3 separate regions of the Sus scrofa genome follow, and all the other regions are linked to region 2. A link is a contact called in public HiChIP or PLAC-seq data. All regions are on one chromosome and are shown on one strand. Each heading gives the region's core, a stretch centred on a gene start, on an enhancer-like site or on the middle of the called end of the contact. The rest is flanking DNA. Distances are from core to core; before and after follow the strand shown.

The links. HiChIP or PLAC-seq counts read pairs in DNA pulled down with a chosen protein or histone mark.
Region 1: an H3K27ac HiChIP or PLAC-seq map of alveolar macrophages shows a contact between it and region 2. The contact joins the promoter of ZNF24 here to the promoter of ELP2 in region 2. A contact is called at or near these places in 1 of 5 promoter capture datasets (fetal liver) and 1 of 2 datasets of contacts at active chromatin or transcription factors (alveolar macrophages).
Region 3: an H3K27ac HiChIP or PLAC-seq map of alveolar macrophages shows a contact between it and region 2. The contact joins the promoter of INO80C here to the promoter of ELP2 in region 2. A contact is called at or near these places in 2 of 5 promoter capture datasets (fetal liver and liver), 1 of 47 Hi-C or Micro-C datasets (liver) and 2 of 2 datasets of contacts at active chromatin or transcription factors (alveolar macrophages and skeletal muscle).

Annotation. Positions count from the first base shown.
Region 1 is chr6:119,164,760-119,169,723 of Sscrofa11.1, forward strand. It overlaps ZNF24 (zinc finger protein 24), which reads right to left and starts at 2,445. Exons shown (of 4, transcript NM_001243375.1): 1 at 2,354-2,445; 2 at 1-490. The coding sequence starts at 407.
Region 2 is chr6:119,882,313-119,887,409 of Sscrofa11.1, forward strand. ELP2 (elongator complex protein 2) reads left to right here and starts at 3,097. Exons shown (of 22, transcript XM_003356413.4): 1 at 3,097-3,792. The coding sequence starts at 3,655. SLC39A6 (zinc transporter ZIP6) reads right to left here and starts at 3,524. Exons shown (of 10, transcript XM_021096271.1): 1 at 2,775-3,524; 2 at 369-1,115. The coding sequence starts at 1,106.
Region 3 is chr6:119,284,335-119,289,403 of Sscrofa11.1, forward strand. It overlaps INO80C (INO80 complex subunit C), which reads right to left and starts at 1,518. Exons shown (of 5, transcript XM_003356408.4): 1 at 1,133-1,518. The coding sequence starts at 1,288.

The sequences.
Region 1 (4,964 bases), core at 1,195-3,694, 720 kb before region 2:
TCATCTAGCTCACTCTCTAAATCCTCTAGAACGGTCACTGCCTCCTCTCCATTCTCTGGATGATGCTCTCGAACCCAAGTCTGTAGCTCCTTGGGCAGGATGGCAACAAACTGCTCCAGTACTACCAGCTCCAAGATTTGTTCTTTTGTGTGTGTCTCTGGCCTGAGCCATAGACGGCAAAGTTCTCGAAGCTGGCTCACAGCTTCACGGGGCCCAGGTGAATCCTGGTATCCAAACTGCCTGAAGCGCTGTCGGAAAACCTCCGGGTCAGGGAGGTGGTTCCAAGGGATACTTGACCCCTCTTCGCCATCAGGATCCTCCTCCAACTTCACCCTCAGAATTTTTTCCTCTTCATCTGGAGTTGGGATGATAAGTATTGAATCTTCTTCCACTGACTGTGCAGACATCCTGATTTATAATACTCCAAGAAAAGACAATCAAGGTAGGAGACAGGCCTCAGGGAAATACCCTGTTTTCTTCACAGGCACTCCTGAGGCACAAGAAATGAAAACAATATAAATGACCAAATATCCTAAGAATCTGAACATACCCTGATAGAAGAAAAGAAAATGTATTTTTACTAAATTAAACATGCCAATCAATAGCCTACAACAGAAGTTCCAGTTCACTGCTAAATCTGGCCCACTGCCTATTTTTCAATAATGCTTGCACTGAGAATAGTTTTCACATTTTTATATGGTTGAAAAAAATCAAAAGAACACTTCATGTCAGGTGAATATTGATAGAAATGAAAGTGTCTGTCTCCATAAATAATTTTACTTATTTGTTCACTATTGATGCTACAACAGCGTGACTACTGTACTCTACTCAATAGAGTTGAGTAGTTGCAATAAATGCTACATGTCATGAAAAACTTAATATTTACCATCTGGCCCTTTTGAGAGAAGTATGCCAATCTATGTCTACAAAACTTGCCTATCTCGGTGTTATCTAAATGGAACACATTATTTGCAATTCAATACCGGTGTAACCTGACACACCTGAGTCACCTCAAAAGGAGGGGTATCTTTTTTAGCACCTGCTTAAAAAATTTTGACAATTTTTTTTTTTCAGGGCTAAGAAATAGTTTTAAAATGTTTAAGAACTCCCTGGACTAAAATATACATGAAAAAAATATTCACCTGCTCAATAACAGATACATGATGTTGAAAAAAACCACTAGGTGCCATAAAATTCAAATATTATTCAGTCACCCGAGACACCATAAGTACCTTTCAATTTGTAATGTGGGCATTAATCATAGCAAATTCTATGAAGAAAAGGGACTCTCATAACACCTTGACTTCCCACAGTGGCGCAGACTCTAATCCTTACACTGGATGACTCACAATCTCCCCAGCTTCTACCTTCAGGGAAACCTTGGGCTATTTCTGATCCTTTCCTTAGTATTTGCACAGTCATGCCTATGCCATTGTTTAAAACACCTACTGGGAACAAGCCATGCAGTTACTCAATATTATCTATTCAGGGCCCGGAATCTGAAAGTCAGTAACTGCCCAAAACTTCCTGTAAACCTATCAAGTCTAGGTATCAGAAAAAAATCTTACCAAGTAATATACATACAGGTTTGTTTAAGCACTCTGGAGTGTGGCGGCCTTATAAACAAGGTTTAGCCAACAGTATTCGTTTGTTCCTATTCCAAAACCCTACCTTACCATTGGCTCAAACACTCTAGAAAAATAAAATTTCTCTCCCCTTTACGTTTTCATACAGCACCCTGCCGATGGGACGTGAGGAGGTGCGGGGAATGCGAACCCGCAGTCCCAACCAGGTTTGCGCAGGGAGTCCTGTCCCACGCGACCTTCCCACTCACTCAGCGGAGTGCCGTGGCGAACCCGGCCCCCACCAGACCACTCCAGCCCCTCTTCTCTCCACACTCCCGGCTGCGGCTTTCGGAAGACCAGAGGCCACCTAGCCTCAACAGCGCCGGAGTCACGGCACTTCCGCTCGAGGCCGGCCAAACTACAAGTCCCGGCAGCCACGGCGGAGGACCGCCCACCCCCCTCCACCCGAAAAGAATCCCAGAACCCTCCGCGAGATGCCAGGGCCTCGAAATAGAACAAAACCGGCCGATGGGGGAGGGGGGAAGGCGGGGGTCGCGGAAGGCACAAGGAAGGGAGGACTCTCCAAGGGTGCCGAAAGCCCTATCTGGCTTTCTGTCTATCCCTCCCTGTCTCCCAGCTGCTGGGCGCTGAGACCGTGGCCTGTCCCCCGCGCCTCCCGGGAAGCCAAGGAAGGTCACCGCCAAGCTTTTTCGCTAACTCTTGCCAAGCGGACCACAGCCTCTAGCCCAGCCTCCCTCGCACGCTCTTCCCCCCTCTCTCGCGCAAACCTCAAGCTCGGGAACTGCAACCGCTTCGCTGTCCACGGCCGACGCAGAAACGCCGCCGCTCACAAGCCGTTTCCCAGAAGCCCCCGGCGCAGACTGCTTCCGGTCTGTGGGCCCCAGGAGGCGGGGGGTAGGCGAAGCCCCGCGTTGCCATAGAGATGCGCTCCGGGCTGGGGGAAGGGCTGTCCAACTACAATGACCGCTTTGAGGCTGCGCTTGGCCTCACGCCTCTCTCCCCTGGTTAGCCCAGTCTTCTGTGTTCCCCTTAAAAGACCAGGAAAGGAAAGAAAAAATTCTGCCACTAATGTAGTCTTTACGGTGTCATAAGTCTTTTCACATGCATTATCTCATGTGATCTTCACAGTAATCCTCTGAAAGAAGTAACAAAAGCTAATATTTATGTGTGCTAACCACGTTGTACCAGGTTCTGTCACCGTGGTTTACATGTCTTGTAATTTAATTTTCGTGAAAACCCTATGATGTAAGAACTTTTATTATCCCCATTTCACAGCTGAGGTAATTGAGGCTCAAGTAAATAGCTTGCGGAGAATACATAACTAGTAAGTACGAAGCAAGATTTGAAGCCAAGGCATGACTCTAACCTTTGGCTACCATTTGCTGTGCTATAGAGCTTTATTATGACTAATTAATTTGTCAGGGAAACAAGATGAGACTCTTAATCAAGAGCTTTGGCAATGATCGCAGAGTGAATTTGCAGAATGCATGGTTATCTTCTGACTTTAGGCTTGACATTTCATACTACAAAACAGCTGCCAAAGTGATTTAAAAACATAAATCAGACCACTTAATGCCCCTACTTAAAGGCCTTCAGTGGATCCCTACTGCATTAATTATGACATTAAAAACTGCTTACATTGGCCTGTAAGGCCCCCTGTGGTTTTTCCCTGCCCCCACCTTACCCCCACACCCCAGCTCTTAGCCTTGTTGTGGCTGGCAATCGTCAGCCTTCCTGACCATTTCTTCCTCCTGGAAGCCTTCTCACGCTCATAGCACTGGGTAGAAGTGATCTTATGTATTCATTTCACTGGTTTTTGTTTTATTTCGTTTTGTTTGTAAGTCCCATAAGGGCAGGGACCTTGCCTGTCTTGTTCACCACAGTATTCCCATGTAGTCCCGGGATGCTGACTGCCTGGTACATAGAGAACTCAATAAATATTTGTTGAATAAATGAATGAAATGTGGGCTGGTCACATTGCTGCCTTTGCTAGGTCACATGTTCAGCATCAGGAACCACACAAAAGAGCCCTGTTGTTTAAGGTCTATGTTAGAAGTACAGGTCCAGCCTTCCAGCAGCCTTCCAAGATCTTCAGGCTTCAGCTTTCTGCCTCTTTCAGAGTGCCCTTTGCAAAGTGCCCTTAGGCTCTGCTGAATTCATGAATGAGAGCGCAAGTGAGTCAGCTGATGATCCCATAGCACTACTTTACTCTCTGACCAGGATTTTGCCTCCCCAGAACACCTGCTACTTCTGATGGCCCTTCTTCTCTTTCTTTTTTAGGAGGTTTCTGAAATCCAGACTTTTTTTTTTTTTCTCTTTTCTACTTGGCTACTACCACCAACCTGCTTGGCTGCTCTTCCCAACCTTTCCGTCTTTTGTGACTCTAAAAGCTAGCTCAAGGCATTTTTGTTTTGCTTTGCTTTAAGAGGTTTTTTAACATCTAATTAATGTTGGAAAACAAAAAATATACACATCAAACAGACATATCTGGGGAGGTTAAAAATGCAAGATTTTACGAAACTCTTTGCCTGGTGTTCATTCTGTCACTTTTAATTTTTTTCTGAGAGAGTAAATGGAAACCACCATGAAGTTTTCCTCTCTAATTTGCTCGTTTGAGGGCCGGGACTGCCAACACCCACTTTGAAACACCATCCTTCTGAGCCCTACTAGGTGAGCTCTTTCCTGAATGGTGACCTCTGTTGCTATCTTAAAGATATAGTCAAGATAGAGCATCATGTTCCTCTGGGCAACCTGAATGTAGGGAAAACCTCCGTGCCAGTGCCTGCTGACCTTGCACATATCCACAGAGGCCACAGAGACAATGCTTGAGCAGCAGCTGCTCTGAGTCTTGGCAGAAAACCCTGTGATCCTCCTGAAAGAGGAGAGGCTCCTGATGAGCTGTTACAAGGCCATTTGCCACTCAGCTCCCTGTCTTCCCAGGAGGCTGTCGTGGAACCATTGCTCCTGGCTTCCCCAGGTTGTGATGAGGCTTTCTGCCTCACCTGCCTGGAGTCCAGCTGCAGACTATATAAAGGCTTAGATGCAGTGGCATTCGCACCTCAGCAACAAGGGGTTTTACAGCTCGGGTTGAAAAGAGCAAAACCCTGTGGTCTGTTCCCCCCTCCTCCTCATGTTCTCTGCCTGCCTTTTGTCTGTAGAAAAATTTTTGTCATGTAATAAGTTTAATCAGAAAAGCGAAAAAATACGGAAGCAAAGGAAAACAGTCAAATAAGACCAAATAATAACTAAGCAAAGGCAAGGACTTTTAGTTCCTCTTCAAGGGCTGCAGATCCTGGGCCATATCCTGTGAGCTGCCTTTTAGATACTGAAACCCCCACCAGGTGGAAGAGGTTAACTACCAGATGATGCTGCTGAAAT
Region 2 (5,097 bases), core at 1,847-4,346:
TCCTAGTCCGATTCTTTAACCACTGAGCCACGACAGGAACTCCTACTTTTTGTCTTTTAAATAAGGACCACACGTGTGGCATATGGAGGTTCCCAGGCTAGGGGTCTAATTGGAGCTGTAGCTGCGGGCCTACACTAGAGCCACAACAACGCCAGATCCTTAACCCACTGAGCGAGGCCAGGGATCAAACCTATGTCCTCATGTATGCTAGTCAGATTCGTTTCTGCTGAGCCATGTCAGGAACTCCTAGAATTAGGACTCCCACTATTTTATTTTTACTTGAAACCACGTACAACTGAGACGGAATGGCAATGACAGGACAGACGAGCATGCGTATTGATTAAAATAACGAACAACACTCATCTTACCTCCTGAGTATTCTCGTTTGTGCTTCTGGAATACATAAAGCCTTTTCTGGGCTCACTCACAGATTCATTTGTTTTCCTATTAGCCAGCCAGCTCACCCGGCTCTTTTCTGTGATACTGGGTGGAGTGGAACTGCTCACATCTTTGGGGAGTTTTCCATGTTTTGGAGATTCTATTGTCTCTAGAAAGTGAGTTCCTTCAGAGACGGCATTATACACAGTCGAGGTCACTTCACCAGCACCAACACCATCCTTGATTAAAGCATTCCTCCTACCATTGGCATGTTCTGATCTGTGAGATCCCTTCCCCTGGCTGCTTCTAGGATCTTTATTTGAACTCTCAGAGTCATGGTCTGGGCAAAGAGCTTTCCGATTGTTTTTACTGGGAGCGCGATTACGGTGAAAGTGATGATCATGGTCAGAGTGATGCTCGTGGTCGGAGTGATGCTCGTGGTCATGGTGTATATGGATTCTTTTAATCTTATCTATGCCTATATTCTGAAGCAACTTTCTGAACCCTTCAACTGACAAGGAATTATTTTCTCCATAGCGACGGAAAAGCTGCTGAAGGTGGTGTTGCTGTGTGGTAACTGCCATGTCAACATTAATGCCAGATTCCCAATTGGGAATAATTTTCTCAGTGGTCTGAGGGAAAGCAGTGGCTGGTCCTACTTCATGAAGGGGATTTGTGAAGGACAGGGAGAAGGTCAGGATTAAGATCACAGATAAATTCCTCGCCATCGCACTTTCCTAAGACAGAAAAAGACAAAGAAAAAAAAGCCCTTTTCAAAATAATTTCAATAAAGAAATCTCATGCTAAAAGCTGATGTCCAATCAAAGAATCAAAATTATAGAGCATCATCTAATGTGACCAGTGAAGTGCTAGCTAATGTAAAAATATAGACAAGTGGAGTCCTAGGCTCGAACCCTGAATTGCTAAAACACATGAAACAACCAGAAAGCAGCTAAGTGCTAAAACTGTAATTAGAACGGTAAAAGCAATGATGATTCAGAGTCTGGAGAGATTCATGTGGCCCCAGCCATACTGGCAACTTCTTACTGCGTTTAGAAAAACAATTCAAAACAAAACAAAACAAAACCCAACTACCTCCACCACTACCATCATTTCACAGAACACTCTTTTAATGTCAAAAAAGTAAAATGGCAATCTCAGAATAGCTCACATTTAAAATTTTTTTCTTACACTATATACAATACAATTTGAGGCTTCTTTCCCCCAATCCCACTCTTCAAAGGTACAAAATTTTTCCAGTTTCTTGCTTATGCCTCATGCACACTCAGGTAGATGCATGCCTTAACCACACAAATGGGATGTTTTTTTACCCCACTCAACAAATAACATCTTTTTATGTCAGTACATATAAAGCGATCTCATTCTTTTGAATGCCTGCACAATAACAGTTCTTTTAAACTTCATTAAAAAACTATCTCGCTCTTCTGTTGCTTAAAACCAGTGAAAATCTTTTCATAGACTACCACTCATCCACACAATAGTGTTTGGAACCAAAAGCCTATGATGCAAAGAGGAATTAGGAATCCAGTTGTGCCTTGAAAAGCAGAATTGAGTTAAACAGAGGAAGAGATAGCCCAGATAAGTGGATAGACTAGTATCTCTGTGGACAGTCAGCCGATGTCCAGCACCAATGATGGATGGTGATCGTGACCAAACTTACCAGCCTCCAGAGAAAGAGGTGGACTCAGGGGTGAGAGAGCAAGGGCAAGGGGCAACCCAGCTCTACCACTTTCAGCTGCTCTTCTTTGGACCAGGAAAAGCTGGTAATACCTTTCTTATAGAGTGACTGAGGAAACACATGACGGATGTATGTGGAAGTGCTCCAAACACTGTCAGCAATGTTGCACAACAGCTGCTTATCATACTGTGGAAAATGGAAGTATGTACCATCACAGGGTTAGACTCCTGAAAGAACAATCCGTGGGGCCTGAAGTTTTAATAGGCAGAAGAGAACCTTTAAGAAATCATTCGCAGAAGAGAAGCAAGGAGCGGGATGGGTGGGGTCAACACAGACGAATGGCTCGGGGACAGCTCTGTTCCTTTCTCCAGGGAGGATGCTCAGGGCGGTACTGGACCCGCTGGCAGATCTCCTTCCCGGCAAGTCCGCGTGTGTTAGAGAAAAGAAAGCTGAAGGAAAGGGCCTGGAGAATAGCGCCAATGGAGAAAACACGAAAGAGGGCACCAAACTGCTTCTAAGGGCTTTTTATTTTTAAACACGACAGTACCTTCTTAGAAAATTAGATAAACAGGACTAACCGTTTCCTTACCCCGTTGGACCTCGCAGCCTATCTGTGCACCCCAAACTGGGAAGTCTGCCCTCGCCGTTCCGCAGGGTTCCCCTTTTCCGCCTGCCCTGAGGGACCTGCGGGACTCACCTCCTCGCGGCCTCGCTGCCCTCCGGCTCGGTCCCGCGCGCCAGTTCAGTTCCCGCCGGCGGTCCGGAGAGCTCGGCACTCGCTTGTGCTTCTCTCCGTAGAAACGTCTATAGGGCGTGAGGAGGCGGCGGTCTCATCTGTCCGGCTGGCCCCTCGGTTGGGGTACTGCACGGCAGACACAGAGAAGCCTCGCCCCACGTGCCCTCTCCTCCCGCGAGCCGCAGGACAATTACTAATTACCGCCGCGCGCAGCTCGCCGCCGGGAACCACCGCCTCCGCCAGCCATGACTACGGGGCATGCGCAGTGCGGCTCGACCCCGTCCCCTGCAGGCGGATCCGCGCGTCCGCCTGTTCGCCGGCGCCGCGGGGCTCGCAGGGGCGGGAGAGGGCGGAGACGCGGCTCTGGCGGGCTCTTAGCTCCAAGATCAGCTGGAAGCCCTTTCCTTGAGCCCCTCCGCGCCCCTGTCTCCCTGAGGCCCGAAACTCGCTCTCCAAGGCCCCGACCCGGGCCAGCCCCGTCTGCTGCTAGGAACCAAGCCGTGAGGTGCAGCGGGACGTTCCTGCCGTCGTTCCGGCACACGAGCCCTAGGTCTTTCTGGAGGGTCTTGAATTGTTCCGGTAGGGTCTTCACTGCTGGGAAGGAGGTCGTGCCTGTGCCCCGAGCCAAGATCCAGGGGCGCTGGTAAAGATGGATGGGCACTGAGGACCACTTCGGCCAGGAAGGGGGGCGGGCCCTGAGGGGCGGGCCCGCCTCTGCCCCGCCCCCGGGCTCCTCGGAAACGCGGTGCGGATAACGCCGGGGGGAGGGGCGGCTGGCGAGCAGTTCCGCTCCGAGGGCGGAAGTGTGCGCCCAGGTTTCGGCCGCTGACCAGCCAGCAACATGGTGGCACCCGTACTGGAGACCTCTCACGTGTTTTGCTGCCCGAATCGGGTGCGGGGAGCTCTCAGCTGGAGCTCCGGGCCCGGAGGACTTCTTGCCTTTGGCACGTCCTGTTCCGTAGTGCTCTATGACCCTCAGGTAAGAGAAGTGGCCACTTGCCCGATCCCCGTGTGTTTCTGGGGCCGAATCTGCTGGATGCTCTCAGGGTGGACTGTAGACCCTGTCCCAGAACCTACAGAGCGGGTGTGCGGTTGGGTCTGCTTCGAGGAGGGTGTCTAAGCAAGGAGTCTCGCTCTGGCGCGCCACACTCGTCCTTCGCTGTCTTGAGCGCTGCGTAAACCTGGGGTAACCATGTCTCAGCAGTGGCCTGTTAGCCCCTGGTAGAGTCTCAAATGATGACAGCCTTTTCTGAAGACTTTTGTGGGAACTATAGTTCAGAGAATCAGCTTGGGTTTTAAAACATTTGCAGTTTAGGTGTGGATTAAGACCATCATACAGATGCTATCTCATTTCTACATTTCCATTAGTGTTATTTAACAAACTTGTCTTGAATTTCAAAGAAATACTATTTACATTTTAGTTTTAAAGAAAATGCATTGGGATAAGGTCACAGGGAATGGGTATCCTAAGCACTAGTTAAGCTGAAGGCAGGACTTCATTCCCTGAAAGGCACCCAATTGATTATTTTCTTCCCGTTTTCCCTACCAAATTTCTCAAGTAACTAGTTTCTGCATTCTTCCCAGAGTTTATTATGACCCCATTCCCACTGGTTAGTTTTGGATGTTGTAGTGGGGTTGTTTCTCCAAAAGAGCCTCAGGATAGAAAGTTAAGTGCTGGAAATTAAAACATTGCAGTAGATAGCTCTAGATATTTCTTATTGTACTGCTTTATTAATTTGGTTAAAAATTCCATCATTCTAGGTAGGCATACAGATGGCTTACAGGCACATGAAAAGATGCTCAATACTGCTAATTATGAGAGAAATGCAAAGCAAAACTGCAATGAAGTATTAGCTCACGCCAGTCAGAATCCCATCATCAAAAAGTCTACAAATATTAAATGCTGGAGAGGAGTTCCCATTGTGGCTCAGCAGGTTAAGAAGTCGATATAGTGTCCTTGAGGATGCAGGTTTGATCCATGGCCTCGCTCAGTGGGTTAAGGATCCGGCATTGCCGTGGCTGTAGCATGAACTGACAGCTGCAGCTCTGATTAGACCTCTAGCTGAGAACTTCCATATGTTTCAGAAAAAAAAAATGCTGGAGAGAGTATGGAGAAAGGGGAACCCTCCTATACTGTTGGTGGCAATATAAATTGATGCAGCCACTGTGGAGAACAGTAATCTTGAACTTTTTATTAGCGTTAAAAACACTGAAATCTGGAGTTCCCATCATGGCACAGCAGAAACAAATCTGACCAGGAACCATGAAGTTGCAGGTTCAATCC
Region 3 (5,069 bases), core at 268-2,767, 600 kb before region 2:
AACTACTTTGGAAACCACTGTTTAACAATTTCGGAGTTGTGAGTGTGTCCACCTTATGATCCAGCAATTCCACGACTATCCATTTACCCAAGAGAAATGAAAGCATTTATCTACACAGATGTGTATAGGAATGTTCAGGGCAGCTTATGCATAAGGGCAAAAACTATCAAGAACTCCAATGTCCATCAGTTGTGGTATATTCACACAATATACTAGATGCTCCAAAACAGGTAATAACATGAATGAAATAACTCTCAAAAACCTTGTTTTATAGAGAAAGCCCAAACAGACACAAAAAGAATCTGCTATGATTCTATACATATTCTGTTTAAAAAGGCAAAGTCAATCTGGTGAGAGGTGTCAGAGTGGTGGTTACCTCTGACAGGGAGAAAAGAGTATGGACTGGAAAGGGTCACCAGGGAATTTTCAAAGGCCCTTGGAAATGCTCTTTATCTTGATCTAGATGGTAGACATAGGTAGACACCTTTGTAAAAAGAACCCGCGCCGCCACCTCAACTGGTGAAGTCTGTGTCAGAAGCTGTGCTCAGAGCTTTATCACCATGATCTTATTGAATCCTCGTAACAACCCCATGAGGTTAAGACCAAACCCACTTTTGGACAGGGAGACTGAGGGTCACAAAAGCACTTTGAGGATGAGGGGAATCACCCGTGCCAGAACTTCTTTGTATTCCTTCACGCGGTTCATTACGGCGCTCTGCACCTCACAGGCATTCGGTAAATGGCTGTAGAATGGACAAAGTTGATACACGGGAACTTCTGCTTGATTAAAACTCACATTAAATAAGAAAAGTCCTAAGCCTCGCTTTAAACGCGACCTCGACGGAAAGGGACGGCCTATTAGGGCAACAACAACTTCCCCACCCCCCGCTCTCCTCAAGAACAATGCAACGCTGGTGGTTCTTTAACCTACTCCCACAGAGTCAAACTAAGGGAAAAATAAAGTGTTTCATTTACACCAGAGACAAGGTTCTACCGAAGAGGTACGGCGGCACTCCCCTGCGCATGCGCTGCGCCCTGCCACGCCGTGCCCCGCCCCGCCGAACTCCCAGGCGCCTTCATCCCGCCCCAGCCCAGCCCCGCGCACGCGCAAGCTAAGCGAGTGTCAGGGTACCTGCGCAAAGCCAGAGGCGGACACTTTCTTCTTCTTACTGGCGCTATAGCCTCCGGCGCTGCTGCCGTTGTGGGAAGGACTGGCCGGCCTCTTCTTGCTGTTCCGGGGTATCCCGGGAGTGGAAGTGGTGGCCACAATTGGGATTTGAGCCGCCATTCCTACCCCAAGCCTTCCTCTCCGCCCCCCCCCCCCAACTTCTGTCCCTGTGCGGACCGTGAAACTTCCGGCCCTCGGTTACTTCCGTCTTACGCTTTTGAAAACCCGGCCTGGACTCTGAAAGCTTGCGTCGACTTCTCTCGGCCAAATCTAAAAGGCGGAGCTCGGAGCAGTCAGTTCTTTCCGGGCGGGAGGGCGTCCACGCGTCAGCCAGCCTCGTGTTGCTCCGCCCGCGCTCCGAACCCGGGCACGTGCTTGGAAGCCCCCAGGGATTGAGGAGTAGAAAGTACCACCATCTGTTTTAAAAAATTGGATTTTTTTAAAGTTAATCTCTTCTCACATTAAGTCAGAAGATTGATCACTTTTGATATCTGTAAGTGTAAAGGTAAGATTCTGTGTGGAGTAGACCGACCATCACGCTGCTAGCTTTTCCCTTGGTCGTGGCCTTCTCGCCCAGAAGCCTGTGTTTCAATGGTGCCCAGATGGACTTGAAGGGTAGAGTGATTCTTAACTTTTTAGAGGCCACTGACCCCTTTGACTAGCTCAGCCCCCCCCCCCCACAATATACGGGCATAGACATAATCTTACATTACAGATTTCAGCAGGTCACAGATCTGCTAAAACCTATTTATGAACCTCAATGAAACACCCCTCTCCCTTGTTATTCTGCCACCCGAGGCACCTTCCTTTAATCTGCCCTCCTCTATGCCCACCTGTGCTTGCTTCTCTGAGGGCACCTTGCTGTGATCCCTCAGTAAATGTTTGTTGCGTTTACACACCAATCCCCTACTCGTAAGGGGTCAGTCAAGTGGGTGCACCACATCTGGTTTCCCATTGCTAAATTCAGTCCTGCTTTTGTCTGATCCCTTTCATTCTGAACCACCCTCCCACCTCCCATCCCCCGGATCTAGAACACCATCATTTTTTTTATTTTCCTCTTTCCTAACCACTGGTCCTCTCTTTGACAATTTTCTTCTACCAAATGGTTTCTAATCATACTATAATTTTTTGTTTGTTTGTTTTTTGGGTTTTTTTTTTTTTTTTTTCAAAATATGGGTCATGTAGACACACCCCCTCACAGCAGATAAACATTTTGTAAAGTTTCCCAGGTGATTCTAACGGTCAGCCAGGTTTGGAACCAGCTCTTCCTGCACAGTCCTTATATGGAGAGTTTCTTGTTGCTTCCTGCCCTCCTCAGTTTATACTCTCCCCAGACATTCAACCACCTCAAGGGGCCTCAGGTATCACCTAAATACAGTTCGCTTTCAGATTTCCATCTCTTATCTGGGTCTTTCTCCAGAGATGTATACTCAGATACAAAATTCCTTGCCTAGATATAAATTCAGATGCTTACAGGCATCCCACATCCAGCATGGCAAAAGCAGAATTCATCATCCTCTCTGCTTCTCTAAAACACACTCCTCCTTCAGTGCTTCCTAGCTCAGAAAATGCCAGCAGTATCCACCACTTGTTCAAACCAAGAACCTGGGAGCCATCCTTGATTCTTCCCCTTTGCCTATTGCACTGTAACCCCAGGCCAGCCACCATCATCTCTTCTTTTGGACCCCTTTGTTGCCTTTTTATCTCCCTGCTTCCACCATTGATCCCTCTAAACCAGTTATCACATGCAATTTCACGTGACCTCTTCCACGGTACAGTTGTGCATATTTAGATTATGCCGTTTACTTGAAACCCTTCAGTGGCTTCCCATGGTCCCTAGAATGAAGTTTAATGTCCATAATGTGGATTTAAAGGTCTTCAGAGAGCTCTCCACCTTTCCCACCTTGCTACTCATCCAGCTTAGTACTCCAGCTTTCATTTTGTCAGTACCACTAACCAGCCATGTTCCCACTGCCCTCAGAGCCTTAACCCATCCTGCTGCTGCTTCTGCCTGGAGGCTGCTTTTCCCCCCATACCACCCTCCTCTGGTCTCCTTTCTTTCCATCCACTCTTCCTGACCTGACCGACATGCTATTATTTTTAGCCTTCCCCATCCCTCTGGTCTGGTTAAAACCCCTGTTCCGTTTTCCCATCACTCGTAGTCATCCAGTATCTACTAGTGGTTGTACTATGCCCAGTCCTGAGGATAGAGACAAGGACAAACAAAACAGAATGGTCCGGAGTTCCTGCTGTGGCTCAGCAGTAACAAATCTGACTAGTGTCCATGAGGCCACAGTTTCATCCCTAGCCTCGCTTAGGGGGTTAAGGATCCGCATTGCCATGAGCTGTGGTGTGGGTTGAAGATGAGGTTTGAATCTGGCATTGCTGAGGCTGGGTGTAGGCTGGCAGCTGCGGCTCTGATTCAACCTCTAGCCTGGGAACTTCCTTATGCCTTGGGTGTGGCCCTAAAAAGAAAACAAAAACAAAAACAAAAAAAACCAAACAGAATAGTCCCTGCTCTCTGGAAGCCCCCAAGTCTAGCCAGGAAAGAGAGACATTAGATTTGTCTTCCCAGCTGGACAGAAACTCTCTGTGGGCAGTTACCAGGGTCAGCAAGGATTGGGTGGCAGAGCACCAACAGATGATTTAGCAACAAGGAGATCTAGGGATATGTGAAAGACATCCACCCAAGGGGGCCGAAGCTTTGGACTGGGAGAAACCTGTCCCACCTCCCCCTTGGCGTCACCGTCACTGCAGGGTGGGCCCACACAGGACTCCACGTGCTCTGCCACAGGCGTGACCCACGTGTTCCCCTATCTATTGACGATGGTAAATTAACTTTGATGGCCAGTATTGTGTAGCTTCTGTGTGGAGGCAGGGCTTAAGCCTTTCTTAGGTAACTTCCCTAGTTACTCCTGAGAACTGCAGGGCATGTCTGCTATAGTTCCAGGCCTCCCTATGACTTTCCCTCCAGCCTCCTTGCTGGCACCTGCTTTTTCTGTGTCCCTCACCAGTGCCACCCTTCCTTTGGTGAGACCAGCTGGTGCCCTCACTGGGACTGCCAGTTAAGCAGCTTTAGCCAGAGTCTTAATCCCAGTTAAGATGTAATGATTAAGAATAAATACAGTTGACCTTGAACAACATAGGGTTGAACTTCATGGGTCTACTTATTCAAGAATTTTTCTTCCTGAAAAATACGTATTACAGTACTGTACAAGTCTGGTTGAATCTCTGAATGTGGGGAACCTTATATCTGGAGGGTCGACTGTAAAGTTATATGTAGATTTTCTATTGCATGGGGTGAACCCCCCAACTCCCCGGTTGTTCAAGGGTCAGCTGTAATGTGTTTTTGAAGCAACCACATATCATCTGGGAAGTAAACTATCTGTTTTATTGTCTCAAGAATCTCAGGAAGCCTAGTGGACATTGGGATCATGCTATTGGGTGGAAGACAGACAGCCCCATTTCTCTTAATAACTTGTGTCAGGTCATTGCTCACTGTATAGACAGTGGCTGAAGTTAGTATGGGACTCCTTGACGATGAGGAGAAACTTTGAAGCTGCAGTCAAGACCCTTAAAATCCCTAGCTCACAGCCTCCACGAGAGGAGCAGAGCATGCAGTGCATGTTCTGAGCTACGAGGATGTGTAGGCCAAAATGGCCCCGCTGCTACCGGGAGCTGATGAAGCTCCTCAGAGATGTCACAGTCTTGTCTGGATTTATTCTTTGGACATCACCTCTCAGGAACATTCTCTGCTCTCCGTTCCCACTTTGGACAAGTGAGATGTTCTCAGGGATGCAGTGGCAGTGACCTGCTCCCTCTACCACTGAACATATTACATCTTGTGGGTTGTAGGCTCACTTGGGCAGAGACATTTCCTTCTAGTCAGTATTTTCAGAGC